Regions from separate parts of the Xenopus tropicalis genome. Here region 1 is linked to region 2. Evidence: chromatin contacts called from public Hi-C data. All regions are on one chromosome and are shown on one strand. The core of a region is the stretch at or near the end of the contact, and the rest is flanking DNA. Distances in the headings are between cores, read along the strand shown.

Region 1 (5,557 bases), core at 1,130-3,629, 770 kb after region 2:
AATCATTTGTGTGGGCAACCTGCTGTTGTAGAGAACTTCATTCTTTGCTGGTGGAGAAAAGACTAATACAGACAAAAACTGGCCTAAATATGTATGTATTAATAAGAGTTGAATCAAACTGTTACAGTGCACAGGGGACAAAATGTCAACCCTATAAGGCCCAACTTAAGTTATAGGTCCTTAAACTGTGTGGCTGACCTCACTATAGGGGCCAAAGCTGTGTAGGAGAGAAAGGGGGCTCAGTCTGAAGGCCAGTTGAGGTATTGTAGGTTTTGTGTTTAATGTTCCTGCCATGAGTCAACCTTGCTTCAGACGCCACTGAGCGGCCAGTTACCAGGTGCAACAAAAAGTTGCCTCTTTTTACATACACTGTATATTCCCTATACAATTGCAAAGAGGTCAGTTTGCTATTTCTTTCATAAAGAAATAACCTATATGGGGTATTAGCATGGAGGATATGACATAGATCACACAAAAACAAAAGTGTCTGCTCTGTCTTTATGATGGTAGTTTGCTAGTCAGAACCTGGAGAAATTCCTCTTGGCAAAAAAATAATTAATTGCCCTTTTAAAAAATTGGCAAACGCAAAGTTTAGCACTGGCAAAATTTCAACTGGCACCGTAACTTATAGGACTCACATTTTAATTTAAAATTTTGGTAAAAATACACCAAACTGTAACTTTCACCCTTTAGTAAATATATACCCCAAAGTGTCTCAATTCAAATTGCTCCATAAATAGATGCATCTAATATAATCCATAGTGTGGGAATAGGCCAGTCTGCCATGAAACTGAAGTGCAGAGAGCAGTTCACATTGGTCTGTGAGATCTGACACCTGTATGTAAAGGAAGGCAAGGTGAGAGAAGGAGGGGCTGGAGACATGTTGGTATCTGTTCATCAAAGCAGTTCCCACAAGATCAAAGTCTTGGTGCTACATTGCCGTGGGAATCTCTTCCTATGCATAACAGCAGCATTAGGTATTCAGCATGGGACTGGGGCCATGAATTCAGCCATAAAGCCATATTCACTGGGATATCATATCAGAATTTTGCCTTATCTTTGGCTATGGACCCAGTGCTGTGCCAAAGACTGGTGAATAACAAATGACATACCAAGACAGAATTTAACAAGGACCCTGTCCTGAAGCATGCACTCCGTTCCTCTAGTTTATAATAATTATAAATATTCAGTGTAGTAATAAATATTCAGTGGGTTTTTTTGCTGAGGATGTTAATGCCATTTTTGCAACACAGCAGCAGAGCAGTGCATTGACAATAATAGTGGGAAACAGTAATGTAACGTCGCATTGGGCCCCCTTGCAAAAAAATATTCTAAGGGGGCCCAGTGCAAACAGTCGCTCCTCCCCCACAACCTCCCAGCCTGCTCGAGCTACAACTCCCAGCCCACACCACAATTTTAGAGGTAGGAAAGGAACTGGGGTGGGGGGACCCCACAGTCCAGGTCCCCCCATACAGACAGACACCCGTTGCCCAAAGAACATATTAATGCGCCATCATTGTCCGATGAGATTTTTTAACATTGCCAACTGACTGATATCTGGTCCACTTTCAGACAGATATTAGGCCTGTCAGTGGGAGTCAGCAGCTTTTATTGGCCGATGTATGGCCAGTTTTTTTTTTTGTATCATAAAAAATTAGTTACCTGAATATATATTAAAAAGCACTGGATCACTGATATGGATATGGGATATTTTATGCGAAAATCCTTTATGCAAAATGTTTTGTTTGGAAAGCGCTAATCCCTAGCATTCTGAATAAGAGTTAACATGCCTGTAATGATGGGGGAAGAAAAAGTGTCAAGTGATACATCACTACATGGAGTCATATACCTGCTCTGCTTCCCTTTCAACCATAATTGTAAAGTATAGACCAGTCTGCAGAGCACACTTACTGACTATTGTAAACTTCCACTCTGTGATGCACACTTACTGGCTGTTATCCCAGAATGGAATGCACACTTCCTAGCAGCTGTAAAATCCCAGGCTGCTATGCACACTCCCTGCCTGTTGTAAAAGCCAGTCTGCAGCACACACTTATTGATCAGTGCCAGATAACAGCTGGTAATGCATACGCTAGGCAAGTACATAGGCTCTGCAACACAACAGACTTATAGATTCATTTAATAAATTTATATATTTTTTTCCATGCTTCAAAAGACGTCAGCGTACACTACAATATTTTTTTTTTTTGTGTGGTCTGCCCCCACCCCTAATAAAGTATACTTACTGTTAAGGCAATGGCATATAAGGTGATTTGCCCACTTTAAATACCTTGTTTAAATTTTCTTTTAAAGAATCCATTGACATCTATGGTTATGGCCTGCAAATGCTTGTGTCAGGAGACTGGTTTCTGAAAGTGCCCCATTGACTTCTATGGCAATCAACTAACAAACAAGCATTTGCAGGTGATCCCAATGGAGGACATTACTGGGTACATTGGAACTGCACCTTAAAACCTGAAGTTCTGTGTACCATAGCCCTTAGCTTTTTAGCTACAAGGTGTTCATATGGCACTGGCTATAGTTTAAATCCATAGTTTGAAGTATGGGTACCAATCTGCAAATGCACACGTTTTAATTAATTGAATTCATTTTTTAAAAATGTAATTAATTATCAGAAATAAAATAATAAAGTGTGTCATCCAACACAGAAAAGTAATTCTAAAATCTTTCTGATCAGTTACCTTTTTTTAAAAATTAAACATACTTTATGACTTTGTGCCTCTTCTGCTAGGTGAGTAATTTATTTAAAGTATTATGATTCGGGATATCTGTAGGATCAGTAGCTGACACGAGCTGTAAACAAAACAGAGTCTTTGCATTGCAGACACAAGCCCAGCAGCCACACAAGTTCCCTTAATAGTGATATTTAAAGGCTTAACGTCAATGTTTTGATAACAACAGATGTGAAAGGAAGAGCAGGAGATCAATTAGCCCATGTTGTATAGCCTGGTGCTTTCCCACACTCTTCTTCCTCTCCAAGTTTTATTCCAGGCTCCATATGCACTGCTGTCCTGTTCCACACTTCCATTGTCTCACCGGCCTCTCTCATTGGCTGCTGAGTGTGGGAACCTCCAATTCACACTTGGCTGCCAGTATTTAGCCTATATAGGAAGGCTGCTCCATTCACAGATATTAGACTGCCGGACTACAGACACGTGGACTTATCTGCTGCACTATGGCTCCCTATAGCAACAGGATGCACCACATGGAGAATAACATTGGCAAAGATATGAGAAAGGTACAGTTTGATTCCAGTGTATTATAATAGCATGCTTTTATTAACAAATCTGTCCCTGCTGGATGGATACCAATGTGTTTAGCCACCTTAACTGTTTCCATATATGGATTGGATTTCTCTACTCCCAATCTTGGCCCTAGGATTCTGGCCAGTTTTAGCTTAGGGCAGAAAGAAAATTTGCTTTTGGCCCCCGACGTTTGGCTTGGATTTTTGTAGTTCAAATGCTGAACATTGCCTTGTTTGTATGCTACTAGGCTATACATATCAATGTATTTTAATATTTGGTCATTTGTAGCAGTGCAATGAATAACTAGGAAACAAATTACAGATAATAAATAGTCCAACATGCACATATTATGTAGGCTCTGCCATCCCTGGCAACTGAGATTATTTTGTTGGTAATTGTAATACTATGCAACAACCCTATTAATAAGTAGGGTTATGTAAATATCTATTAGAGTATAGGGAGAATATTTTTTCTCTACATGTTTGCGTCTGTAGATATTAGTGGGAGCTACCAAATAGCTTGATCCTAAGCAGAACATCACCATTTAGTGGTAAAAACATATTGTAGTAAAAAGATATTGTGCTAGAAAACACTTTCCCCTGATTCTTATCATACCCTCCCAGATATCAGACTTAATGATAACACAATGAACAACCCCACCCAGTAAAGACTCTTTCCTCGTGTGGCCAGCTGAAATACTGGGTCACAATTTATGAGAATGCTAAATATGGATATGGACTCAACTGTGCGCATTTCTGGGTATGTGGGGGCTACATGGTTCTGTACTAATAGGCTTACTATATTTCCTTCCCTAGATGAGAAAACCAGTGGTTGAAAAGATGAGGAGAGATCGGATTAACAGCAGCATCGAGCAGCTCAGGATGTTACTGGAGAAAGAGTTTGATAGTCATCATCTCCCATCCAAACCAGAGAAAGCTGACATTCTGGAGGTGGCAGTGAGCCTACTGAGACAGCAGCTTCAAATCATGGGCAAACGTGAGTGATTCCTTAACTCCCTAACTCACTAAAATTTGTGTATTATAATGAAAAAGTACTATATACTGTATATATATATATATATATATATATATATATATATATAAAGTTCTAGTATAGTTAAATCCCTGCCTAGACAGCAAATGTTAATTTGTTTTTTGTTTTTTTCTCCATTATAGCTGTGCCAACTTCCAAACATATTTTCCCAGCATCCACAGCGGAACATGTTGAGTTCTTCACTTCTAAGAAACACACAGTTGCAGAAGTGAACCTGCTGATGAAAGCCCGCGAAAGCCAAAAGGCAGGAGAAAATACATGCTGGCCTATGGCTCCTTCTCACCAGGCCCCCACTAAGCAGCCCTCCCTAGCTCATAGTAATGAAGACCTATGGAGACCTTGGTAAAGAAATATGAGGAGGACAGAGCAAATCTAATATATATATACAGAAGAAACAAGTACACTGACTTTACTAAGACAATAATGATGTTTCATTCTAGCCTAATGGCTTGGTTAATATGGTATCTAACTGAACCAAAAATTATTGGTATTACAGTGTGGGGTGGGGGTTCCTATAGCAGAAGGAGCAATTTCCCTTCTAATGAAGCTGATCTGTAACCATCATAAGGGAAAATCCTTTAACAACATGTAGAGGACTACACTGCTCCCCAGTTAAATGGACACAAGTCTTAAGTATAAATTACTCTGTAGTATAACTGTTACAAATGAGGGCAACACTTTTCCTTTGCACTTTGTACTTCCTGCTCCAGGGCTGTAATAATATAGGAAAAGAAACTACAGAAAGTGGAGAGTGCATGGAGAACTGATTCCTATTTAAATGTTATCTCATGCTATCCCATACAGGAGAAATTGTTCTTATAGCCTTAATACTTCTGTTTTAGTTCCTCTGGTTTATAAAAGACTGCTGTGTGTTGGGCTTGGACATGTTTTACCTCACCTAGGGGTTCCTTGTGTCCCTGACTCCATTCAACCATATTGTTTTGCCAAGTTGAGAGCAAGTCCTTTAGTAGGTTTGACTAGACTGTTTGGAAATGTAAATTAATTGTTTTCCTTCTGTGAAGGACGATACTCCTGATTTCCTCACCTATTCTTATGTGCTCCCTCCCTGAGATTCTATCAAAGGGACCTTGCTGTTCTTTTCTGTGAAAAGGAATTCATTGTATTTATCTTTGCACTTTCAGAATTATATTGTATACAGTTCTAGATACATGTAATAAATTGTTTGTTGAAAAGGGAAAGCATTATTTATTCTGGTAAAACCTTTGGGTGATGGATTG
Region 2 (4,962 bases), core at 501-3,000:
TCTTTCTGTTCTGCTTTGTTGTGTTTTGCCTTCCCTTTTAACTGCAAATGAGTGGCTTCCATTCAGGTTGTAAAGCGGCCGATGAAAACAGGCTTCATACACAGTGAAACCATCATTAAATAACAAATTACTTCAACAGCGCTGCTAATTTGCCCATTTGCTGGGCCGGTCGGTCACACCCGCTGCTCCACTGCCGAAAGGTGCGCCCTCATTGTCTCACTGTATTGGGGCAATTAGCTCCCAGGGACCCAGCAGGCAATAGAGATTCTCATAGAGATGCTTATTGGGAAGGGTGGCACAAAACAGGCACAACAGAGGCACAATATGGGCACATCTGAGTTGTACACACACACACACAAGTTGTACCACAAGGCTGAAACACAGGTGATGTTATTCGCAAATCCAAACACAAATGATTTAATGTTACTTGTTTTAGTTGTGTTATAAGGAATTGTAGTTGGTTTCTAAAGAATAATAATGATCAGAGATCATGAAGCCAATTCAACAGGCTACACTTGCAGTAAATGCCCCATTGGGTGTAGGAATGGCACAGGATACGTTCCGTTCTGGGGGCTGCTGGAAGAGAAAGGAATGGGCCTTTCTACCTGGGGGGGGGGGCTGACTGCGCCTTATGGTTTTTATGTCTTGATCAAAAGCGGAAAATCAGTGCATCTCTCATTTCCGAGCTATAAAGGGCAGAAAATTGCCTTATTGTTGGGCCATTAGCCATAGCCAGGTGCCCCCGCTGTCTGAGCATAGCATGACAGCCACACAGAAAGTAGTAAATTGTGCCGCTGGCAAGGCTGGGCTGGGGGTCTCTGTGGGTCTCTGTGGGGGACATTTCATGCTCTGTGGGGGGGACCCCACGTGGCTAAGAACATAGCAGTACAGGCTGCAAGGGGAATATTAATGCCCCCCTTCCTCCCTTCATATGTATGAACCTGAGAAGAGCCTGAGGAACCTCTGCCATTGCTACTTATTATTGTATATGATTAATATTAACATGTATTTATAAAGCGCCAACATATCCAGCAGCCTTGTACAGTAAATGGGTGTATACATTAAACATACAAAAACTGCACAAAAGAGCCATAATAACCTGGACTGTAGTTCCTACAGGATACCTACAGGATATATAATTAGTGGGGCATGTTGTGCTATCTATCTATCTATCTATCTATCTATCTATCTATCATCTATCTATCTATCTATCTATCTATCTATCTATTTATCTATCATCTATCTATCTATCTATCTATCTATTTATCTATCATCTATCTATCTATCTATCTATTTATCTATCATCTATCTATCTATCTATCTATCTATCTATCTATCTATATCTATCTATATATCTATCTATTTATCTATCATCTATCTGCCTGTCTATCTATCTATCTATCTATCTATCTATCTATCTATCATCTATCTTTTATTTATCTATCTACTGTATCTGTCTTGAAGTTATCCACACGAATTCTCTGCCTCCTGTATTTGGCTGTATAGAAGAAAATTTCCTTTCTTCCAATCAGCAGTAAATGAATCTGTACCCTCAGATAGACATAGGAGACTTTAACAACCAGAAGACTCCCATAAAATGCAATCCCCTCTATAACCAAAGCTTGGCATGAATGAGTTCATGGTTGACTGGGCAATGGACTGATGCTTTCTTTCTATTGATAGCCAAAGGCCAGGGGGTCAAGTGCTGCATTCAGATGTAAATCTGCTTGCCCCTATAAATCCGCATTCCTACACGGACTCTACCTCAGTCTCACTTGGAATCTCATAGAGCATCTATCTCAGTCCCCCTCTCTGCTGACCCACTCTGGCCCCCAGCCTGCTTGCCCCACTCAGCTCCTCACTGGTACATTACCCGGGTCTGTGCGCAAAAACCGAATTTCTCAAACATGGGGACTCACTCCGAACCTCAAACAGAATCCAACCCGATCAGCCTGAGAAAGGTTAGTATCTTGTGCTGTTCTCTCTCTCTCCTCCCTAATTCCCCCCATCGGTGCTGTAATTCCATGACTGGCTATGGAGGAACCGGCCACTCACTTCTGCTCTCCCTTCTTCTCTCTGTTCAGGTATCTAAACCTTTGATGGAAAAGAAAAGAAGAGCAAGGATCAATGTATCTCTGGAGCAACTCAAAGGCCTTCTAGAAAAGAACTACTCCCAAAATGTAAGTACTAGTGACCTAGCGAACTAAAGTAAATAATTGTCCCGTTATATATACATGTATGGGCCACACTATAAATACATAACTAATAATACCATCAGTCACATATCAGTGACAAACATGCAGTACAATTCAGTGTCCCTTTCCTTCTGTACTGTGGTGGCATAAATGATATGGTTCGTGTATAAAGTAAATGTAATACTGAAGTGAAGGCGAGTTTAACCGATTATTTGGTTCTTTTAGATTCGGAAGCGCAAGTTGGAGAAAGCAGACATTCTTGAATTGACTGTAAAATATCTGAAAACCCTTCAGAATTCCATTCAAGGTAAGTCATTTACACCCCGTGGCTTTTCTCACAAGCTCTTCTTTCCTCCCCATAAATTCTCTGCTCCTTTAAACTGAGTTCATTGTCCTCTCCTTTGTGCCCCCCAAAACTCTTCTCGTTTCTGCATCTCTTCTCGGCCCCATTTTCTCAAACCCTTTCCTGCCACCGTGTTTTTCCTTCTTAACTTGGCCTTTCTTTCAGTTCAGATCCCTTCACTTCTACCTGCAGTATCCCCACCCCTGCCTATGTTCCCATTTTATTTCCCGTCACATTCTCTCTTATGTCGCTGTTCCTTCTGATGTTATTGCCCCCCCCCCCCACAAGTGATAGTCTCTACACTTCTTTCCCTTCTGTTATGCCTGATCCCCTTTTCCTTCTACTATATTTATTGTATGATACCATAAAGCTGCTGGTGCCATCATGTCTCTTTATGCTTGTTCTTAGCAGGAAATCCACTGTACAGAAGTACTGAGTACCAAGCTGGATTCCGAAACTGCCTTAATGGAGTGAACCAATTCCTGTTGAGAGCGGATGAGTCAGGCCAAGCCGCCCACCTTACCCAAGACATTGCCCGGGCATTGCCGGCAGTAAATACATCTTATTTCAGCACTAAGGACAGCGCCTCACCCCCAGCCAACACCACTCCTTACACACAGATTTTGGCTGGAAAAATGGGCAACTCAGTCACTGGGACCCAAACGACCAAGCGCAGGATCGCACCATCTGACTGTCAGTTACCTACTGACCGATCCTCAGGACATTTAGCAATTCAGGGCCATGGGCTGGTGGCACCTAGTAGCAACGGAGCCATTAACCAAGACGTGTGGAGACCATGGTGAACTCCTTGTTTTGAAACAATTCAAATAGCTCTAAGCTCTAACAGAGCTGAATACAGGTTGTTCTTTATAAGAATGGATTCTGGTATATACTATGTATATGGATCTTTTAATTATATATATATATATATAGATAGATAGATATATGCGCAAAATGTACTTTGTTTATACAAATAAATACTATATTTTATCGTGTAATATGCTTTCTTTCCTTAATAAAACATTTGTATATATGCTTGCCCGCTGATCATTTTAAAAGGTCTATCAACATTTTTTATGGTTCTTAATAGATTTTAGACTTTTGCTTTCAATTCAACTGCTGGGGTTACTAACCTTAGCAACCACATGATGGTTTGAATAACAGACTGCAATACGACCAGGAGAAGAATTAGTATAAAACAGTAGAAATGTAGTTTCATAGGTCAGCATCCCATTGGTGCAAGGACCAGTGACCCCTAGTAGCAACCAGAAAAAGTCCCAGGTTGGCAGTTGCAGATTTGCGCATCTAACATTGCTCTTCCAACCCCATTTACACACGCCAGTACAGAACATTGCAACTTGCGTTGCTCTATTCGAGGCTGAACTCCCAGCAGCCCCTGCCAACATGGAAAGTCATGTATTTTAAAACAGCTGGAGCCTCCTGGAGGCAGAAGGTGTAATTACTAACTGACTGAAAATATGAAGTTATAGACAGATCAGCCCGATGACCATGACCTGCAAAGTTTTTGGGTCTACAGAACATTTCCAGCTAGATCCTCCTGTCTATATGATTTTAACGTGTTGCTATTCCACAAATGACACTCACAGTCCTTCATACACACAGGCAATTAGCTGCATCTACACTCAGGCTAAAAGGGGCATTTTGGTATTACTGAATCTAAAACGTTTAGGGATAATAAGGCATTAATCTGAGGAGCATATTCAAAAACCCATCGTGATACTTTGTATTTACTAGAAAACCAGTGCAGCACTTACAGAACAACACCGTTTTGCACAAGATCATTCTTATTGACAGACAGAGAGGCGCAACATTGATTCATTGCAAGTTTACAGAGTTGTAGTTTAGCTGGTTGTTGCTCTTCCAATTAGGACTCGGATATGAGTAAGCGGCATGTATGTACATTTAATATTTGATTGGTACATACATTTGTATGTCAGTAGTATCATATACACACATATCTAACTAGTCCATACACCAGTATATCGAAGTCAATTCATACACGCATTTAATAAAGCACAAAGAGTACCAGGGAGTTTGCACCCTGTAGCCCCAAAGATCAGGAGTAACTGCCGTGTAGCACAAACTGCATTAGGACTTGTGACCTGTAACTTTCCGCGTTGCCCTATAGCTGAGGCAGCCATGCTCTGTAAGGGCAGGTGGTTCCCATTCTCGGAACTACATTATATGCTGTTACTGGTGATAATCGTGCATATGGGCTACTAGCATACACAATACAAGGTTTTATTGGGGTTCAAGACCTGTTTACAATGCAAGGTATGGTCTGCTCTAGCTTGTAACAAGGAACGTTAAAAAAGTAGTAATTCTGACCCCATTACATTTAAATGGATGGTTCACTTTTAAGTTAACTTTTAGTATGTCATAGAATGGCCAGTTCTAAGCAAC

Evidence for each region. A called contact is a pair of places that touch in the nucleus more often than the background predicts.
Region 1: a contact with region 2 is called in a Hi-C map of gastrula embryo, with 3 times the contacts expected there. The contact joins the promoter of hes5.8 here to the promoter of hes3 in region 2. A contact is called at or near these places in 2 of 5 Hi-C or Micro-C datasets (gastrula embryo and neurula embryo).

What each region holds. Positions count from the first base shown.
Region 1 is chr7:99,552,823-99,558,379 of UCB_Xtro_10.0, forward strand. It overlaps hes5.8 (transcription factor HES-5), which reads right to left and starts at 2,380. Exons shown (of 3, transcript XM_031905854.1): 1 at 2,291-2,380. The coding sequence starts at 2,326. It overlaps hes5.9 (hairy and enhancer of split 5, gene 9), which reads left to right and starts at 3,166. Exons shown (of 3, transcript NM_001044486.1): 1 at 3,166-3,259; 2 at 4,082-4,262; 3 at 4,442-5,507. The coding sequence starts at 3,197. The coding sequence ends at 4,665.
Region 2 is chr7:98,778,800-98,783,761 of UCB_Xtro_10.0, forward strand. It overlaps hes3 (transcription factor HES-3), which reads left to right and starts at 1,751. Exons shown (of 4, transcript XM_002933842.5): 1 at 1,751-1,961; 2 at 2,085-2,180; 3 at 2,421-2,502; 4 at 2,950-3,560. The coding sequence starts at 1,908. The coding sequence ends at 3,341.